Linked DNA regions of Canis lupus: region 1 is linked to region 2. The links are chromatin contacts, called in public Hi-C maps. All regions are on one chromosome and are shown on one strand. The core of a region is the stretch at or near the end of the contact, and the rest is flanking DNA. Distances in the headings are between cores, read along the strand shown.

Region 1 (6,211 bases), core at 2,831-5,330, 290 kb after region 2:
TGAATTTGACAGTGAGTCAAAACAGAAATTGCGGATGTAGACCAAGTAAATACTGTATATTTGGCAAAATCATTTGTGGTTGTGTTCTTCAGCACAATTTCCAAGATAACCACCAGCTCTACTTGGCAAACCAACTCTCCCACAGTTAAGGCTCCAATTGTAAAGTTGGCTTGTAAAATATTTTTCTGCTACTGGCTTTGGTGCCATTACTACGCTTAAGAACTAGTGTGCAATGGTAGCATAATAGTTGAGGAAAATGTTATTTTGATGAATCAACACTGACAGCTGCTCCAAAGTTTTAACTTGTCTATATGGTTGTTTATAAAACAAAGAAGTCTCTCTCCAGTAATTTGAGATAGCTAGGCAAGACTATTAAATTCTATTAAGCAACAACAACTAAATTCATTTAACAAGGAATTTGAGCATAAAAGAGCAGGTTTGATCTTTCTAAATATTAGATATTCTAAATGTCAAACATCCATAGCTTTTGATAACATTTTATCTAAAGGAAATTTCTTTTCTTTTTTTTTTTTTTTTTCTAAAGGAAATTTCAAAGAATTCTTAAGAATTTACCAACTTTGATCTGGGACGTAATGGTAAAGAAGGTTTCTGCTAGGTGTGTCTGTGAATTATAAGAAAGGTCTTACGGAGATCAGGAAATAAGAAAATACATTTCAATAGTGACATTGGCTACAACATTGTGTGGGGGTGGAGCTTTGAAGTTGATAGAGAAATCATAACTTCAGCAAGTGAAACCAAAACATTAACTCCAGTTTTTGTTACCTAATACAAGTCCAGTGCCCAAACAGGACTTTGGAAGTCTGTCCTAATCACACCTTGGCAGGTGCATTTCACTTATCCTGGAAGTGATGTTGACCTGCCAATATCTACATTCATGTGCCACTGCACCAAAATCATATCAATCGCCTTGACTCATTGCATAGACCAGCATAATGCCAGATATCATTAAAGTCATAGCTGGCAAATCTGTGGATTTAAACAAAACAAGGGAGTCTCTTTGTTCCAAGTTAATTTCTCATTAACCATTAGTTCAATAAGAAAATAAGGAAAACAATATTGCAATTTAAGAAAATGATCTATCTTGTTATTGTCCACTATCACTTCCATAAAATTCAATTGCTCAAGAAGGGCAGTCCTATACTATGAAATTCTGAGAATATCCTGAGGGTACTATCACACATAAATGAAGAATGGACATTATGTTCATTATAGTCAAGTATTCTATACTAGTTCAAATAATTTCTCTTTTATAATAGAAGAGAAAGTGGTACTTATATTGAAAATGGTAAATAATGTACATCTCCTCCTTATAATAATGTAAGCCCCTTATACAATATTAATTAGCAGCTATTTTCAGCATACAAATAGGATACATAAAACAACAAAAGAGTCTAAGTTTGATAGGAAAGAACACATCTTCATAGTCACAATAAAAATAACTAACAATGTAGGTATTCTTATTTACCAATATGAGTGGAAAATGCTACACTTATTTAGTTGAATAACTTGAAGACAACACAAACCACAACATTTGGAAAGTCCAAAAAAGCAGTTAGATACTAGTCTGCTAGCAAAAGGAACTGTTTCTCTTTAAACCCTGAATTACTGCAATAATTAATCATAGTTTTATCAACAAATAGTAGGCATTTATGTTAAACTCCTAAATATTTTCCTCATTATTTTACGACAAATAAAAATTAACCAAATGAGCTGTTTCTGATCCAGAGATGAGTAATACTATTCCCTGATAATCATGTGAAATAACCTTTGGTATCAATGATTAAAGTAAACTTACCTGCTTTTTTCAGAGATCAAAATAGAAAAAGTTACAAAGTGAACTCCTGAGGACAAATGGTTTTGGAAGTCTGATTTATGGAGCAATGTCCATTACTGTGCTCTTCCTCCTGTCCATCTTTTAATCATATACATGCCTTCTAAACTTAAGTTCGACTTTCCAACCCTTCACTAACACTTCCCTGCTTCATAACATTAAAAAAAAAAAACCTCAATATTTATTGTGTTGAAATTTATATTCCACTTCAAACCTATTATGAGACACACATGCAAACATGTAAAAGAATATAACTCTCCTCCAGTATTTCAACTTTCCATTAAAATGCAAATATAATGATTTCATTAACCAGGCAACAATACCCACAGTCTTAAACCAAAGCAAAGCAAAACAGTATCTTTTCTCTTTACATCCCAACTTCCTCTCGGGAATAATCTTCCTCTTATGTTGGATCGTTTGTTGATGAATATTTTTTATTTGGATTTGCTATCATTATCCCTTATTGGAGAGGTGAAAGCATAATATGAGACTTTAGATTTTAAATTCATGGATGTATCCTAGTCCCTACACAGGAAACTATAAAAATATTTCAGTAAATTTTAAGCAAGTAACTGGAAAATCACCCTTCTTTCAATTCCTAAACATTAGATGGAGGGGGAGGGGGCGGTGGGGAATCACTCAATGCAATTAAAAGTATGTCATGAAGGCAAAAGCCAGTAAATAATACTTAATATGTCATATTTGACCTTCCCAGGAGTCTATCCAGGCCACACTTTATTTTGCCATAGGTAGAGAACTCTCCCTAGAAACTGTTAGTTTAATAACAGAAGACAAGCAGCCCCAGCGAAAAGATTTGGCAAGACTGGAGAGAGAGAGAGAGAGAGAGAGAGAGAGAGTGTGTGTGTGTGTGTGTGCGCGCGTGTGTGTGAAGAAGGAGAAGGAGGAGAAAAGAGACACTCGGAGAGAAAGGCAGATAAATAAAAGACCAAAGAAAAGAGAGCAACCAAGACAGAGAGAGAAATTTGGATGGGACTGTTAGAAATCAGCTCCCTACTTCTCGGTTTCTTTGCTGGGATTGGGTTTCATTTCTTTGGGCGCCCCTGACCTTGCAGGCTTGCAACTCTCAACTCTGCCCCCCTCCTCCCGCCCGCCCGCCCCCTCCCCCGGCCTGCGCCTGCCTTTGTGTCTGCCTGTCACTTACCGGGGAACCCAACGAAGCTGATTCGGGAGAAGCACAAAGCCAGGACACAGATTTGCCCACAAATTCTCTTACACCCCGTCCCCAGGCTGGGAGGCGCAGCCCATCGCGGAGCTGATGGACCCTGAGAAAAGTGGGATCTGGTCTTTGGGGTGGGGGGGGGGGGGAGGCCAGAGAAAACTCTTCTCTCTCCCTCAGCACCACGCGCAAAAGGCGCGGACTTAAGGGAAAAACAAAACCCCGCTCGGTGTCCTAGGGTCCCACTCCCCGTGACATTCGCGCAGCTCGTCCCCCAGAAAGCGGACACGGGGCAGAGGGGGGCGGACGCGGACGCGAACCCGCAGCCAGACCCCGCAGCAGATAAAAAGGGTCGAAAAACGCTCGGTGCGGACTTCTTTCCGGGGTGGGTTAGGTCAAACCAGAGACGGGTCTGGCTTGCAACCAGGCAAGGGGGTCGGGGAGGATTCAGGGGGAGAGTAGTGCCCCCCGAAGCTGAACTATTTGAGAAAGGAAAGCAAAGGAAAATCACTTTCCGGAGGATAAAAGGCCGGGAAGCCGGCGGGTCGGAGTCACAAAGGTAAGTTTCCTGGGTAGGGAGGAGAGGAGCACAGGCAGGGGAGAGGAGAGAGCACAGAACTACAGGTTTGGGGGGGGGGGGGGGGATGGAATAAAACTATATTTGTCAGCCATGTTGAAGAGGCTCCAGTAATTTGTGAAGCTTCCCTCTTCCCTCTTGGTATTTGTGGGTGACACTGCGGGGTCTGCTCCCCAGGCCCTGGAAGCCCGCGAGAAAGCAAGGGGGGGAGGAAGGGGAGAGTTTCGCGGCATAAGAGAAGCGCTCTGACCTCGTTCTCGTGCCTCAGCCTTGCAGCAATCCAGCAGTTGCAGTCGGGTCTCCTTTCTAACAAATCCTAAAGGGCAGCCATCTTGCTTCCTTCTGCTTCTCTACGAAAGCAGCCTAGCCTCCGCATCAATATTCATAAGGCAGTTTGACGTCTGTTCTCATCACTCGGCGGGGCCGGCGTCTCGGGGCGGCCTCGCCGAGGGGGCGGACGTGACTCGCATGCGAGCCGGGCCTGGGCGCGCGGCGCTCGCGGGGAGGCGGCGGCGGCCGCCCGAGCTCTGGCCGCAGCCGCTGCTGCCGGCTCGCCTCCTCCGCCCGGCCTCCCCCTCCTCCCCCTCCTCCTCCCCCTCCTCCTCCTCCGCCCGGCTCGCCTCCTCCCCCGCAGGCCTCCACCTCCTCCACCTCCTCCACCTCCTCCACCTCCTCCACCTCCTCCACCTCCTCCTCCTCCGCCCGGGCCGCCGTCGCCGCCCTGGGGCAGCCCGGGCTCCCGGGGAATCAGCCCCCCTCCCGGTGCCTCCCGCACAAAGGCCGGCGGCACCTGGGGGCAGCACAATGGGGCGCTCAGTCGCGGCCGGGGCTGCCCTGGCGCCGTGCGGTGGAGCCCGGGGAGCGGCGCGCCGGGATGAGCGCGGGGCGGGGGGGGGGGGGGGGAGGTCCAGCTCCCGGGCGCGCTGCCAGCCGCCGGGGCACCCCGGGGAGCCTCCGACCTGCGGCCACCCGCGGGGGGGGGGGGTGAGGGGGCGGGGGCGGCGCGCAGCCGGGAGGTGGCGTGGGTGCGTGGCACAGCGATGGAGACCCCAGACTAGCCTTTTCAACTTTCTGTCAGCACCGCGCTCCACCACCCGCTTCGAGGTGTGTGCGCTCCCCGCACCCCTGCAGCTCCCTAGCCCTTCCGCCCCCCTCCTTGCAGGTGCGCCCGCACACGCCCCCGCGCGCACCCACCTGCGCCCGGCGAGGCCCGCACCCCCGCCCCCCACCCCCCGAGGTGCGCCCGCGGCCGCCGCGCCCCCCGCTTGGGCATCCTCTGCGCGGCCCCTGTCACCTCGCTCGGCGGAAGAGCTCCCCAGCCTCGCCGAGGGCATGCCCTGAGTGCTTTAGGGGCCTGTAGTTTTAAAGACTCTACAAATTAGGAAATTGACCGAGTCCCGCTTCACCCCGCCCCGGCCCACCTTCTGTTTACTTTTGCCACGTGGGCCGGGAGGGAGAGGGATTCCTACAGACCGACACGAATTTCTCGCCAGTGACTCCACGTCTCGCTCGATTCGGTCGTAAGAAATAAACCTGCGCTTTCAAATGCTTACGTTTTCTCCAGTAAGAGCCTCTATTTTGAGGAAAGTTTCTACCCGTACGCATAATTAGGTAACGAAGAAATCGACCCAGGAAAACACCGAATTCCAAGTGACCGACGCTCGATATTCCCTGACGTTCCGGAGTCTGTACCTACGTCCTCCCATGGACAGATGGTCTTTCCTATTGCCGACTAACTTTAATTCTCTTTTTATGCCCCTTTTCTAATCACAACATTTTCATTCGAAGATAAGAATAAAAAACCCAAACTCTTAAGAATCATTACATCAGTAGTTGAGATTCGCCGTCCTCTACAAGAAGTTTTCACGTACTGCTATTCAACTTTTACGTAGATGTTTCGGGCACACTTCTATAGGATCAGTGCATTGTGATCACAATACTTTTAAGTCAACACAAGTTATTTTGTGTAGCCCATCTTCTCTCTCTTTCTTTCTTTCTTTCTTTCTTTCTTTCTTTCTTTCTTTCTTTCTTTCTTTCTTTCTTTCTTTCGAAGTGAAGACGTTCCCTAATTTTTATGAACTCGGAATATTCCCTCTGAAAAGAGTTAAAAAGGGAAACTCTTTCTATGTGTCACATTGTTACTAAGAAGAACGTTTAGAGGTTTAGAGCGTGTTCTAATGAAACATTGTATATTCCATTGTGGGACAGAGTTCACTCAGATTTCTGATTTTGCAACGAGGCAAAAATCATTCATTTTTCCTTAAGCATTTCATGTGAGGTTGAATTTCTGTCTTTTCTAACTGTACACTAATGTGTCATGGAGGTCTTGGCAATTGTTAGTGGACTTTAAGCTGTTTGGGAGGTTCCTTCTAATTTTTTGTGTTGTTGTCAAGTCCAGAAAGTAAAGTTTTCCAAAGCTATGACATATACTTATGTAGTGCACAGTACAGCAGAATTGTTGAAAGCATGGGCTTTGGAGTTGGACAGGAATTATTGAATCCTGACTCCATCCCTTACTGAGTGGGTGGCCTTGAGCATGTTACTTAACTCTGTGTGTTAGTTTCCTCATGTGTTAAGCACCCTTTCAAACAAAAAGGTTGTGAGG
Region 2 (6,742 bases), core at 3,121-5,620:
TGCTGTAAAAGAAGAGTACTGATGTTGGGGGGCAACTAATAGGTTCTGTCACCCACAAACTTATTTAATCACTGCAGTATTTCTCCCTATTTTGTTTTTTCCTTCTTTTAACCATTTTTATTCATTTAAAATTATTTATTTATTTATTCATGAAAGATACAGAGAGAGGCAGAGATATAGACAGAGGGAGAAGCCGTCTCCCTATGAGAAGCCTGATGTGGGACTCGATCCTGACACGCCAGGATCGCTCCCTCAGCCAAAGGCAGATGCTCAATCACTGAGCCACCCAAGCATCCCTTTTTAACCATTTTTAAAATTAGGTTGTTTATTTTCTTATATTTCATTTTTAAGAGTTCTTTGTATATTTTGGTCATAGTACTTTATCAGATATATCTTTTGCAAATATTTTCTCCCATCTGCAGCTTCTCTTATTCTCTTGAGGTATCATAGCTTTTATAAAACTAAATATAGGAACGCCTCAGTGGCTCAGCAGTTGAGCCTCTGCCTTCCGCTCAGGGCACGATCCTGGAGTCCTGGGATTGAGTCCCACATTGGACTCCCTGCGTGGAGCCTCCTTCTCCCTTTGCCTGTGTCTCTGCCTCTCTCTCTGTATCTCTCATGAATAAATAAAATCTTTTAAAAAACCATAAATATATAAAATCAAGACAGCATTTAATATAAGATATTTCAAGGTCTAAAGTTAGCAGATAAAAACCCTGTTGTTTCGTTGTATTGTCATGATAATAACTTTGTTCCTCAGTACAATAATAGTCAATTTTTAAGTGAGAAGTGATCTGGAACTTCGACATGTATTTAGAAGGAAAAAATGTGGCTCACAAATGGAGGATGAACATGAACTCTAAGTAACAGTTAGAGATACTTTTGCAACATTTATTAGATAGTATGACAGATGTTTTAAATAGTTGGTAACATGAAAATATTTTCAAAGTTGCCCTTTAGATAAAGTATTCAAAAGGCCAGAGAAATATTTTGTACGTTCCTAAACAGATAAATTAGAAAATATTCAAAATTACTTTAAAATTCTCATTACTTATATTGAATCCGACTATATTTCATAGCCCAGGCCCTAAAGTTAGCTATTGGCTAGCAAGCGTGAGCGATGGCAATTAGCAGGTTTTAAAATTTATTTATTTATTATGTTTTAGGTAAGGATAACAATTAATTTTAGAGACACATGCTGCTTTTACATAATATCACACATAAATGACTACTCCACAATTCCAAAATTCTTTTATGTCCTATCAGGATAATCCAGCATTTCAGAAAATGACAACTCTATCCAAGTTGGATTTTGTGTTACATTTACCAAAACTAAAAGTAGAAACAGAATTGGGATTCAATAATTATCTCATTTTTCTCTGGCACCAACTCCTATCTCCACTACAGTTTCATAGTTATGGGAGACGCTGGTTTTGTGCCACCTTTCATGAAAGACTTTTGATTTGATTGCCAGTCTTCTCAGGGGCGGCCTTTGCTGCTTCATCCATATCATACCCTTTCTAGGGAAACTCCAGTCATTGGAGTTATAAAGGCTCTTCATTGGACAATCCACTTCAGCTCCAGAACACTCTGCCAGGTTTGGTCTTATCCTAAGAATCTACAGATCATTAGAAATTAGCCACAACTTGGTCTCAGTAGGGTTTATCTCATTGAAACATCTGAACTTCAAAGGTTAATAGAACAATTAAGCTTTTTTTTTCTCCATGAGGAAACAAAATTAAATTTCCGCTATGACATATTCACAAAAGAAATCCCCTCCCCCCCTTTATGGGAGAATCTGACTCACAGTTTAACCTAATCAAACTTACATATGAAGCCACCACAGTCAACAAAAACATTTTACGATCTGCAATCTAAGTAGAGCCTAAGGGGTTACTGACAATATCTCCCAGAGATCCTTTCTGGAAATTGGGTAAACCAGTCTCTTAATTTTAACTGCCGTGAAGTAATTGGTGAAATTGAACGAAGCCAGGTATCTAGTTGGGAAGAACGTGAACCCAGTTCATAGTTGGAGTAGAAATATGTAGAATTCTCACAGATCTTTCCAAGGAAGTTGGACAATAGGGAAAGAAAATGTCATTTGTGGCAGACTGCTGGTTGTCCTCCAATATTCATTTTCCCTTTCTTCTGTAGTAGTATGACATCCAGTTTTTATCTAGGCCTCTGTTGATTCAGAAAAAAAGCTGCTAGTTTAGAGTTAGTTGTGGCCAGTAGACTAAGTGTTGCTCAATATAATGCAAATAAAAGTAATGTTAGAGTTTCTGGGATGTGTTCTTAAGGGAAGGGGCACAGCCTTCTTTCTTTCTTTCTTTCTTTCTTTCTTTCTTTCTTTCTTTCTTTCTTTCTTCCTAGGTGAAATGAAGATGTGATGGTTGGAGCTGTAGCAGCTATTTTGAACTATGAGGGTGACCTTAGCAATGGAAATTAAACACGTAAGAGTAACAAATAGAAATAACTTGGCTCTCTCACATGGGAGAGCCCTATATCACCTACAACCAGACATTTATGTTGATCAAAATTCTGACCACCATCTAGATGTAAGTATTAACCTATGCAGAGTTATATGGTGGCTATAGAACCATCTTGGTAAGATTTCTGTTTGCAGATTTTGTAAGTAAAGGTTTGTTTCAACTAATTTTAAAAAATCAGATCCATATCATGACTTAATATAAATTAATATTTGCAAATATGTTTGTCTTATGTTGCAAGAGCCAGGATTTTAAGTTAGAATTATATTTTTCATGAACTTATGTATTCATTGTGTATATTAACATTTCACTTAGAAGCCAATTTTTATTACAGTACCTTAAAAGGTTATTTTAAAAATGCCTTCTCTCTCTTTAAAAGATTTTATTTGTTTATTTGATATATAGAGAGCACACAAGCAGGCAGAGCACAGGCAAAGGGACAGGAAGAAGCACGCTTCCTGCTGAGCATGAAGCCCCATGCAGAGCTCCATCCCAGGACCCTGAGATCATGACCTGAGCTGATAGCACAGTTAACTAACTGAGCCACTGAAGGACCCCAAAAGATGCTTTCTCTTTTAATTAAAACCATTCCACTTAATTTTTGCAAAGAGCATAGGTGCACTTTTTTTGGCCTATTTTTTGCAAAATTGCTATTTTTGCTTTCACTTTCAGATTGAATAACATTTAATTTTCTTTAGATGTTTTATTTATTTATTTATTTATTTATTTATTTATTTATTTATTTATTTATTTTTTACTGCTTTCTTCTGGTAAAGAAAGATTTATTGTAAGACTTGGACTTCACATTGACCAGAGGTCACTGGTGATCTGGAGAAGGTAGAGGAAGCATATTTGAATTGAAATGGGGAGAGAGTATGAAGTGGAGATACTGCCTTTGGAAAACTGTTTCTTCCAAGTTTTTCTGTAAAGTGGATAATCAAAATGTCACATGCTAATAGAAAGATTTGGTAAAAGGGACTTCCAGGAGCAGTTTACCGCCACAACAAAGGAGCCATTATACGCAGGGCAGGCTGCTGCATCCTGCAAGGACGCTAAATCTTAATTCCTGAGTGTCTGGCTCATTAAGTGCCATTGTAGAAGTGAAAACGTCAGAAGGATAAGTTAATTAATTAAAAGGATAAATCGCCTCTAGTTGGGTTAAGTAGGAAAAAGCCTTATGAAGGAAGGAGAGGGCGTTTGAAGTTACTCATGTATTTTTTTGTTGTTGTTGTTGTTCTAGAAGTCAGCGTCAAGGTCAAATCTTCACAAGGTCTGATGATGTCTTACGACGACGTCTCTGTGGGTGTAAAGCTTGTCTCCTTCGTTAGACGGGCTCTGGACCAGTGCCTGGCACAGAACAATCACTCAATATATATATAGATATATGCATAAAATATATATATATATATTTTAATTCAGAGAGAGAGAGAAAGAGAGGGAGACAGAGAGACACAGGCGGAGGGAGAAGCAGGCTCCATGCAGGGAGCCCGACGTGGGACTCGATCCCGGGTCTCCAGGACCACAGCCCGGGCTGCAGGCGGCGCTAAAGCTCTGGGCCACCCGGGCTGCGCACGATCCCTCGATATTGAATCATCATAATAAGGATACTGTTGTGCTAGTGACTAGTGAGCGCACGAGCGAAGGCACGAATGCACATACGCGGTAGTACGTGGCCGTGAGCTCCTCGGGGGTGCTGGACGCTCTCTGGCTCAGCCCTGAACCCTGGCCTCGCTTGGGCACAGGGCGCCCCGCCGCGCGGCCACGGGGAACCCCTAGAGGGCGGGCGGGAGTGACGGCTCCGGCCAGTAGGGGGCGCCGGCGCGCGGCCGGGCCAGGGCCCCCCAGCGCCGCCCCGCGCGGAGCCCGACCGCCGCGGACGCCATGCGCGCGCTGCTGCCGCTCCTGCCGCTCCTGCGCACGGGCTGGGGCTGGCGCGCGGGGCCCCCCGCTGCCGCCCGCGCGCCCCGGGGAGCGCGCGCAGGGCCTGGCCCGCACCGCGCCATGGCCTCGTACCGCACGGAGGAGCGCGGCCGGCCCCGCTCCCCCGGGTACCGCCTCTTCTTCCGTGAGTAGCTCGCGGGGGGCCCCCGGCGGGCGGCGCGCAGGGGAGGCGCGGGGTGGGGCCCGGGCCTCCGAGCGGCCTCCTCCCTCCTTCCCCGGCCGCGCGGGGGTGGCGGAGCGGCCGAGGCCCCCCATCCCCCGCCCCCGCTGCGGCGCGGGGCTCCCGGAAGACAGCGCGGCCCGGCGCGCCTCCCCCGGGCCCTGCAGCGGGGCGGGCGGCCGCGAGCAGCGCGTGTTCTGGGGGCGCGGGCGGGGGCGCGGGCGGGCGGGGGCTCCCGCGAGGGACCCGCTCCCGGACGCCGGCATTGATGGTCACGTGTTTGCACCCCCAGGCCCGGGTCTCCTCTGACGGGCGCGGCCCGGGGCGCGAAGCGAGGTGCAGGGATCGCGGCGATTTCCTGAGTCAGGAAAGGACCCAGGTCGCCGTCACTTATGCTCCTTTTTCTTGGCGCCCACACATTCCACTGTGTGTCGGTGACAATAGCCAGATTGGAAGACTTGCTTTCGTGCCTCACTGATTTCCGAGCCCTGAACGGAGTAGTACTTAAAAAAAAAAAAAAAAAAAAAAAAAAAAAAAAGATTTCATTTATTCATGAAAGACACACAGAGAGAGAGAGAGAGAGATGCAGAGACACAGGCAGAGGGAGCAGCAGGCTCCATGCACCGGGAGCCCGATGCAGGACTCGAGCCCGGGACCTGGGGACCACGACCTCAGCCAAAGGCAGACGCTCAACCACTGAACGACCCAGGCGCCCCCCCCCCCTTTTTTTTTTCCTGTAAAACCTTTTCTTGCCTTAATTCCCATCTTTTAGGAGCACCAGCTTCGGAGGCTTTCAGAGCGAAGCTCGAATCCTGAAGTTTCCAGCTCTTAGCTCTGTGACCGAGCGACCCCGGACGAGTTTTTTCTTAACCTGCCACGCCTTGCCTTTTTTTTTTTTTTTTTTTTCTTATCTGTAAAACAGGGCTGTAAGAATTTCATGATAACGCGTATGGAAAGTGATGAGTCAGTGCCTGTAATATCAATTATATTACAGGTGATTAGTCAGAGCGTCCACAATATAAATTATACTACAGGTATTATAAGTAATACCTGTAATCATTCTTGATACCTGTGATTTACAAAATGCTTGACATCTCTTACACGAACTTAGGATGGAAGAGTAGTATTTTATGGGAGAGAAGAGGGAGATAGTATAGCTTTGCGATTATGAATGCAACTGATGCTAAAATAACCAGGGTCTTCAAAATTGATTGCTGTTTCCCCCTATGGTACATGTTCTTTCCCGTTCTTGTTCAGTCAGGACTCATCAGGTGGTGGACAGGAACCCTTATCAAGACGTCCCAAATTCTGAATGGAATGTGTTCCAGTAGGTTATGTATGGTGTGATGATTTTAATGTAGTTTTGGAATATAGGTGAGGTTTGGTAGGAGTGAGATCCCAAGCGAGGACCAAGAAAGATTTCTTGAGGCATCTTTGGTCCAAAATGGTGGTTTTTATGAAAACACGGAGAGGGACCCTGGGGCAGGAAGGACTGCTGTCCTGGGCTTTGAGGGGTAGCTGATCATGTATCTGGGAGTTGGGGGAGGTAAGGAAAGGGAAGTTTCAAAAGGATTTTCATATGCTAAAGAGGACCTAGAAGATACTGGAGCTCTTGCCATAGTCAAGTTAAGGTTGTTTTTCTCTCTAGTAAACCATTAACATTAAGACAGTAGGGAGTTTCCTTCTGGAATTTAGGTAAGGATGCTTTTTTCTTGTAAGTCACTAAGGCATTTTGTAAATGGTGGGAGACTCCCGTCTCTAGGACTATAATAGCTCTAAGCTAACTATTTGTTTTTCCTTTCCTTTAGCTTTAGGGCATCCAGGAGTGCCTGAGGAATGTCACACCCGGGGGTGGGGTAGGGGTGGGGAAGGGGGGTTGCAGGGTGTGAGCTTCTGCTTTGTCCTCAGCTAGCCTTTTGTTCCCCATCAATTTGGGGCACAGTTTCCTGTAGAAAGAGTGTTGTGAGATGGTAGTTAGGTTGTTAGCTCGTCTAAACGCATAACATGGGGAAAATATTCTAGATTTGCAATAAGTACAGCAATAATGGATGAAGAAAGTAAATATTTATGAAGCGTGCTAGATACTGTTAGACACAGCACTAAGGAGATTTATGGGCCCTGCTCTCAAGAGAGCCATAATATCCATATAAAT

What was found. Hi-C and Micro-C count contacts between places; a contact is called where the count stands out from the background.
Region 1: a contact with region 2 is called in a Hi-C map of amygdala, with 5 times the contacts expected there. The contact joins the promoter of TET2 here to the promoter of PPA2 in region 2. A contact is called at or near these places in 2 of 9 Hi-C or Micro-C datasets (amygdala and blood).

What each region holds. Positions count from the first base shown.
Region 1 is chr32:13,861,675-13,867,885 of UU_Cfam_GSD_1.0, forward strand. TET2 (methylcytosine dioxygenase TET2) reads right to left here and starts at 4,081. Exons shown (of 11, transcript XM_038581992.1): 1 at 3,857-4,081. LOC111093640 (a long non-coding RNA gene) reads left to right here and starts at 3,215. Exons shown (of 2, transcript XR_005382737.1): 1 at 3,215-3,588.
Region 2 is chr32:13,569,502-13,576,243 of UU_Cfam_GSD_1.0, forward strand. PPA2 (inorganic pyrophosphatase 2, mitochondrial) reads left to right here and starts at 4,371. Exons shown (of 12, transcript XM_038582455.1): 1 at 4,371-4,554. The coding sequence starts at 4,371.